Regions from separate parts of the Zea mays genome. Here region 2 is linked to region 1. The links are chromatin contacts, called in public Hi-C maps. All regions are on one chromosome and are shown on one strand. Each heading gives the region's core, a stretch centred on a gene start, on an enhancer-like site or on the middle of the called end of the contact. The rest is flanking DNA. Distances are from core to core; before and after follow the strand shown. Region 1 holds the start of LOC100275611. Region 2 holds the start of LOC100191924 (CASP-like protein 4).

Region 1 (3,803 bases), core at 696-3,195:
ACAATAAAAAACCTCAAAAATGTTCTGATGGTGGAACAATGGATTCCAAATGACTCCACATAACATTTATGAAGACCTTGATTTCTGGCTCTTGTAGTTTTGTTAATGGTTTTAGTATTTATTTATAGTTTTTCACCTAGATACATTAATTTGAAACATTACTACACATGATCTCACTGACAAATAGATGAAACTTCTGATGAGTACCCCAAATAAGCATGGCGCATGCATAGTAAATCCAAGTCCAGTGATCTCAGGAATGTGTCCTCACCTATACGCATGGCAGCATGCCTTGTTATATAGCGCTGCCTGGGCCTCAATAGATGTTGGATTCAGCTCTAATGCATTCTCAAATTGTTCAAGAGCATCCTTCACCTAAACAAGTGCATATAAAATAACAGAATGCATGTAATGGTTATAGACATCCCTTCAATGAATGATAAAAAGTCTGTAAAGACTGCTCAAACATGCATCTAACAGTATAATTACGATACCACTGGCTTTTATGTTTCCCAGATTACTGATTCTTTCTTCACCAGTGTACTAATTACAGCTTTATGCTAGCAAAATACCAAGGCACTGATTGCCAATTGTTTTCAAGTTGGAGACTGTCATAATCTGCCAATACATATCTGTTGAGCACCGAAATTGGCTTGCGGACTGTCCGCGCAGTGGCGGCGCGGACGGTCCGCGCGTGCGCAGAATCAGTTACGGTTCCCCGTTTCTTGTGGGATTTGTTAGCGATCTTCATAGGATTAGCTTGGGAACTGACTTGTAACGGGTCAAGACCTCCCCCTTATATAGATGAAGAGGTACGGCCGATTGAACCCCCACAATCGATCCAATCAATTCTACTTATCATTTTTACCTTAGCATTAGGAATTAGGAGTAGCCCTAGTTTAGCCTTCTCTAACTCGAATCTTCACCTCTCGTCGGCTCTACGTCGATTAGAGACGTCTTGGGTGGCCTGCCGACTCCAAGGCACACCCTAAGATCTCTCCTCCCCGACAGGGTCCTTCCCGAGAGGAGAAATCTAGGTCTGCTGCGAAGAAAACGACCCTCTGCGCCATCGTGGATTGTCCGAGCCATAGGCACGGACCGTCCGGATGTACCCAGAGAAGGAGCCGCTCTTATGCTCAGGTCGTAGACCGTCTGGCACTGTTTCACGGACCGTCTACGCCTCCGCAGACAGCACCGCTAGGTGATTCATCTCCCAACAATATCCTAAGGCTAGTAGTGAAATCAAAACTACCAAGAATCACTTACTTTCTTGCTTAAAAACCAATCCCTTACATTGGTTCCGCCATTTCCTTAAAGGTACATGGTAAAACATTTGTTCGATGCAATAAAGCAGGCAGTCCTATTAAGCACTCAGCGTCGATAAACTTAACCTGTCCCAAACTCAATTAAGCTTGATATATAGACATTGGTAATCTATCCTGCATCTCCTGGTTAAATTCAAAAGCAATATGCTAAAACGGACAAGTCTTCGTGAGAGTTGCTTGTACACCCCAACTGAAACATCCTCACACAATTGATAGCCCTCTTCATGGTTGAAAATGTCTGAAGTTAATGCTAAGCGTCGCATACCGCTCGAAGATTGCATTACAGCGCCTCGGCGTGGGCTTCACTTACCCTGCCTTTGGAGAAGAGCTGGAGACCGAGATTGACGCAGGACTCAGCTGTTGGAACCACCTCAGCCGCCGCTGCCTCCTCCTGCGATGGCGGCGGAGACGGGGACGACGAGGCGTTGGAGCGGAGCACACAGCGGTGACAGCGGCTGATGGGGAGGGGGGAAATGAAGGCCAGTGTTTGGAGGGTGAGACTGGAAAGTGCCGCGCCGCCGCCGCCAGATAGCATGGGGAGCTGCGGCCGTGGAGCCGCCGCTACGGCCGCCATTGCCGTGGGAGAAGGAAAGTGTGAGGTTATCGTCTTTCTCGTTATCCTAAGGCTATCCGCAGCCGTTACCCCTAAATTTTTCTCCTTATATCACTTTTTCCTCCTATTTTCCCCCCTATTTTTTTATCTCCCGCAGCGGTTCCCCCTAAATACTCCCCCTATACCCTACTACCACTATAAAATATCATTTTCTATACCAACTATCAATTTTTTATCTACTAACAATTACTCGTGGACCTACAGCACAGTGTTTAGGGTGATGAACAGTGACACGCTAGATCTGGGGGGAGAGAGAAGGGGACCGACACGTAGGAGGCGCTGTAGGGGCACCGCTGCGGCCATAGGATACCCCCTACAGCCGACATGCAAGGGGAGGGGGAGCGGTAGGGTAGACCGCTGCGGTCAGTCTAACGGTATTTCTTCACTTCTTCGTTCTCGACCGCGACTGTTTGTCAAAAAAAAAAAAGACAACACGATATTTGTGCACGGGCACGGGTGGGAAAGAGAAGCATCCATGTGCAGATTAGGCTAATTTTAGTTGTAGTTTTACGGTAGTTTGATGCATATTTAATACTCCCTCATTCTTAAAATACTAGTCGGTTACCCGTGCGTTGCGACGGCTTACAACAATACCCACGTAAACTATCCATCAAAAAAATTAAAGATTTTTTATTGATTATCTCTGGTCTCTGTATAATATATTTTTTGATTTGGCTAACTGATGTTATTGTTTACTCCATGCAAATATGACTTGGTACAACACGGCTAAATGAAGTGAGCGATTAGAAGAGAGTTCACAACGATTGACTGAATGAACAGAGATTATAAAATGACATAATTTCATCATATAGAGACCAAATAAGAGAAAGTTTGTGAGATCAAGTTTCTAAAATAAGTCCCATGAAGTCAAACTTATAAAAAAGATAGATCAAAATATGGAGTGATTGCTAAAGTCAGACATAAATAAAAACTGGATGCGCTCCATATAAATTATTTAAAACCAACAAATAACCTTTCATTTTGCTGTTAGTGTGACAAATCATTGCTGCTCCATCCAATTCAGCAATCTCAAACACCATGTAGTCGATTGCGCCAATGTGGTCTCAGAAACGACTTAATGCTTGCAAGAGCCAAGAACGTCGTGCCGTGCTTGGGCTGTAGCCTCGACCCGTAGTGCTGGCCCGGCCCGACACGATTATTTTTTTATTTTACAAAAAAACGTATATACCTATATACAATTTATATTCAATATTAAAAACATCTTAGCGTGATGTTCTACTGGTTAGACACTTTCACTCAGTGTCTCCCGCCCTTCTTCCATCAAAGCATGGGTTCGAACCCCACCTCCTCCACCGTTTTTAACATTTTACGCTGATTTAATTAAATGGATCGACGGGCTAACAGGCTGGTCCGACACAGTTAGCAGGCCGGCATGACGTGTCTGTGCCATAGTTGTGGCCCGCGTGCATCTAGCCCGTGTCGAGCGTCGTTTGGCATCTATAGACGTGCAGCAGATTAATTTGAAATAGATGTGAGGGGTTATTTGTAAAAAATGACGCATGACGACCGTTGAAACTGGTGCTTTAAGTATAGTATAGATTAGTAGTTTTAGTATTTTACTATAATCATATAATGCTCAATGTATGTGTTTTATCTATATGTCTAGATTCGTTGTCATCCATTTGAATATAAATATAAAATTTAAGGGTTAAAACAACAACTATTTTAGAACGGATGGAGTACTATATTATATTAGAATTTTTATGACATGGCATTGGTATTTAAGAGGATTGAGTTTTATACGATAAAACTACGTCAACTTATTTTTAAGGTCTTAGAAACCACATGAAACCTCTATCGAGGATGATTTGTTTCATCTTCATATATTTTATTAACTTCTATTG
Region 2 (3,803 bases), core at 738-3,237, 190 kb after region 1:
TAAAGCTATTTTTGCAAGTGAGAGTCCTACCAAAACGGGGCTCTAAGTGATCTGCCTTAATAATTTTCATCGGAATGATTCGGAAATGTGTATATATATATATATATATATGCATTGTTCTAATTAATTTAGTAAACCTATATACTCACGGTTAGTTTGGAGGGATATATATACTAATTGGTGCAGTTGGTTGTTACGATAAAGAACTAAGGGCCTGTTTGTTTACCCTCCAGATTATATAATCTGGATTAAATAATCCTAAGAGGCAAACAAACAGTCTAGCTTATTTGCCCAGATTATATAATCTAACCCCTTGGATTATGATAATCCATAAGCAAGTGAGGAGGTGCTTATTTCAGATTATTTTTTTCCCACTTCCCCACTACCCTTTCAAGTTTCCTAGAAATTACCCACCATTGCCATTATAATCTACCGAATCGTTTTTGCGCCTATCGGATCGGAGAAGCCCGCCGCCCAACAGAAACACGCCAGATAATCTAGATAAACAAACAAGACTACTCAGATTATATAATCCAAATTATATAATCCAGATTATATAATCTTTCAAAAATAATCCAGATTATATAATCCATTGGGGTAAACAAACAGGCCCTAACCACCAAGTAACTATATCGGATCCGAGTACCCCCATACGACCTACGGAAACACCACCATCCAAACCTATACGCTGTCGCGCTTGCATAATATGTGCTGCCTCGTATCGTATCTGGAACGATACATCCCTAATAGCTATCCACCTCGACGAGTCCACGACTACAACAACTAGTACACTGTACGTACACTAGAGACATTAATTAATACGTGCCGCAAAACTACAAACGTAGAGCTAGACCGCTAGTACGTAGTAGACTGTTAGTGGGGCAGCATGTGTGACATGTGTATATGCGCGCGGGGCAGACAATTTATTTAGTGATTGAGAATTTGTAGCAACAGCAGTATTTAATTCCTTCCTGTGTGCATGGTGGTGCGTTTGGAAGTGTGGGGGTGGGGTGCTTTTTTTTTGAACCGTTGGCTTTTAATCGCCTTCTAATCAACTTGTTCAGCAAATCTCTCGTTGAGTTTTTTTTTTAAAAAGGAATCTATTTCGTGACTGAAATTTTATTTAAGAATCAAGTTTGACTGTAATAATAACGACGTTAGACAGGACATGCAAGTGCGCAAACGGATTAATTATTGACCCGCGCGCATTTTTCGAATCCTACTACAAGACATATTTATATTCGCACTACTAAATTTGTCCGGTGTGGCAAATAAATGTGTCACTGCCTATAGCTAGCTAGTAGTACATACGTACCCTGATGATGTTGCTTATCATGAACACACACACAAGAAAAAAAATACAGAGGTGAACGCAAATTTTAACTAGAAAAAGACCGAGGTGGAGAAGAAAAATGCGAGCGCGCACGTACGGGCAATTATTTGTGAAATCACCATATGCGGCGTAATCACATGGCCAGCTAGCTAGATAGCGCTACGAAGATAAGAAGGCGGTGGAGAGAAAGAGAGAGAGGGGGGCAGGAGTGAGACAGTCTTACACGAAGGCGGAGGAGTAGGACCAGTTGGCGGTGAGGGGCACCTCCAGCGGCGGCAGCGCGTCGGTGACGGTGATTCGGATGGTGCTCGTCTGCCGGTCCACGCCCATCACCACTGCGGAAACCAGCGTCGCCGCCAGCACAAACACGCGCAGCGCCACGCTGCACCCGTCTACCGGCGCTGCTGCTGCCGCCCTGCCGCCGCCCGCCACGGCCACTGCGCCGGCCGGGCCCATGTAGTAGCCGGCGCGGCGGCTGCTGCCGTTCACGGACGACCCCATGCCCACGCCGACGCCGTTGAACCCGGGCTTCACCCGCGGCGTCGGCGTCTCCATGGGAGCGGCGCGGCGCGGCGGGCGGTTCTTGGGTGAAGGGTAGACGGGCGGAGCGGGGCGTGTGTGGCCTGTGCGGCAGAGAGCGTGGGATGTATGTAATGTGTTGTGTTTGTGTACTACTGGATAGATGGAGTACTGGTTGAAATGGAAGGTGCCGTTGCCCACGGTTTGTCCTTGCACCGTACGTGGGCCGGTGTGGAATTCGCGGCACCATGGCCACGCTTAATTACCACTCACTACGCTAGCGACTTTAGATCATGATATGCTTCATGATACGGAGTACAAAACAAAACTGATCGATCTCTATCGATCCTTCCATGCATGACCAAATCAGGTAACTTAAAAGTCGTAGATTGGAGCAAGGATACCTTTTCTCTAGATGATTTTGTCGATTACTTTCTAAAACTCTTTATATAAGCTCTCGAGACAACAACAAAAAACGAGTAGTTCATGAACAAAAAAGTAGCGAGATTGTTGAACACAAAAAATGGCACTGCATACTGTCCGCCCCCAGTCAGCTGCTAGTGAAGGTCTCGTTAGTACTGCGTTTCGCTTTAACACTTTGATTACTGTTTAAGTTAATGACTATATGGATGTCTCTGACATCATGATGTAATAAGGTATTACTTATTTATGTTATTATTCGAGAACTATACGATGATGTTCAGTTATGTAATCGCTGTGTACGTGAATTTCTGATCCTGGCACATATATGGTTCGCATTCGGTTTACCTTCCAAAATCGAGTGTGACGGTAAGTTCTCCACAACTTGGGAAATGTATCTAAATGGCTATGGCTGCAATGTCAATTACGGCTTGGTTTTGGGTCATCCAATCAGTTCGCAAGATGATATCTACACCCTCTAATCCCAAAACTAAAATGGTGTTTTGAAAATTTTACTACCCAACATTATTGGCACGCGTCGTTTGACATGATTGGTTGCAACCTTGCCTCCTGGCGTTGCAATCATATAGCCCCCTAGTGTGGTAAAATGGCAATTGACATTTGACAATGATCTTTTGACTAATGAAACTATTTTATGCATGAGAATAAAAAAAAATAACCATGGGATGGTTCAGGATGTAGAAGATACCAATCATCACAGGAGCTCCTTCAGGTAGATAAGTGAGGGTAGTGAAGTTGAGCTTGTGTAACTCACCAAAATCCTATTTTTAGAATTTCAGAAAAATTCTCTAAAGATTTACAATTTAAAGAGTCTTTGTAATAAAAATATAAATTTAAGCTATTTTCCTAAAAGTTAAATTAATTTTAAATATAAAAATTTGGCTATTTGTTTGAATTATTTTCTTGAATAATTATTATGGTAAAACATCTTATATGAATTATTCCTAGTGAGTTATATGTATTGTTTGAAGCAATTGCTTAAATGGATAAATTAATGAATAAAAAAATTCATTGCATTCATGTTAAGTTTTTGTTTGTTGCAATTTATGTTGGAAATAGAAATTTTAACTTAGCTCTAAATTAGACTTGAATTTTAAATTTAAAGATGAAAACATAAATTAGAAACAGAAAAAGGTAGTGGTAGAGCGTAGAAGCCCTAACATAATCATAAAGGTGTTCTTGTGATAAGTTCCTTGATTATGTTGTAAAATTCATATAGTGCACAAGTTGTGACCTATCCAAACGATGGATTTCTGCCTCATGTGATCACAAGTCTTTATCTTTATATAAGCGCTATCACCCAAAAATAAGAATGGCTGGCTCTGTCGTGGTGTCGCCTATAATTAAAAATAAAATATGACCTAAAATAATGTATCGATGTATGTTTGGTTGTTTTGTCTTGTTTGTTTGTATGCGACATTCTTTAGGTAGAGTCGATAAAAATTAGGATATCATAAGAAGATGTTTAAGAAAACCATCCTTTCAACTCACATGTAACACCCAAAAATTT

Evidence for each region. Hi-C and Micro-C count contacts between places; a contact is called where the count stands out from the background.
Region 2: a contact with region 1 is called in a Hi-C map of leaf, with 5 times the contacts expected there. The contact joins the promoter of LOC100191924 here to the promoter of LOC100275611 in region 1. A contact is called at or near these places in 4 of 25 Hi-C or Micro-C datasets (bundle sheath, ear, leaf and 1 more).

What each region holds. Positions count from the first base shown.
Region 1 is chr3:67,441,186-67,444,988 of Zm-B73-REFERENCE-NAM-5.0, forward strand. LOC100275611 reads right to left here and starts at 1,946. Exons shown (of 9, transcript NM_001320200.1): 1 at 1,636-1,946; 2 at 272-375. The coding sequence starts at 1,899.
Region 2 is chr3:67,634,637-67,638,439 of Zm-B73-REFERENCE-NAM-5.0, forward strand. It overlaps LOC100191924 (CASP-like protein 4), which reads right to left and starts at 1,988. Exons shown (of 2, transcript NM_001137348.1): 1 at 1,557-1,988. The coding sequence starts at 1,888.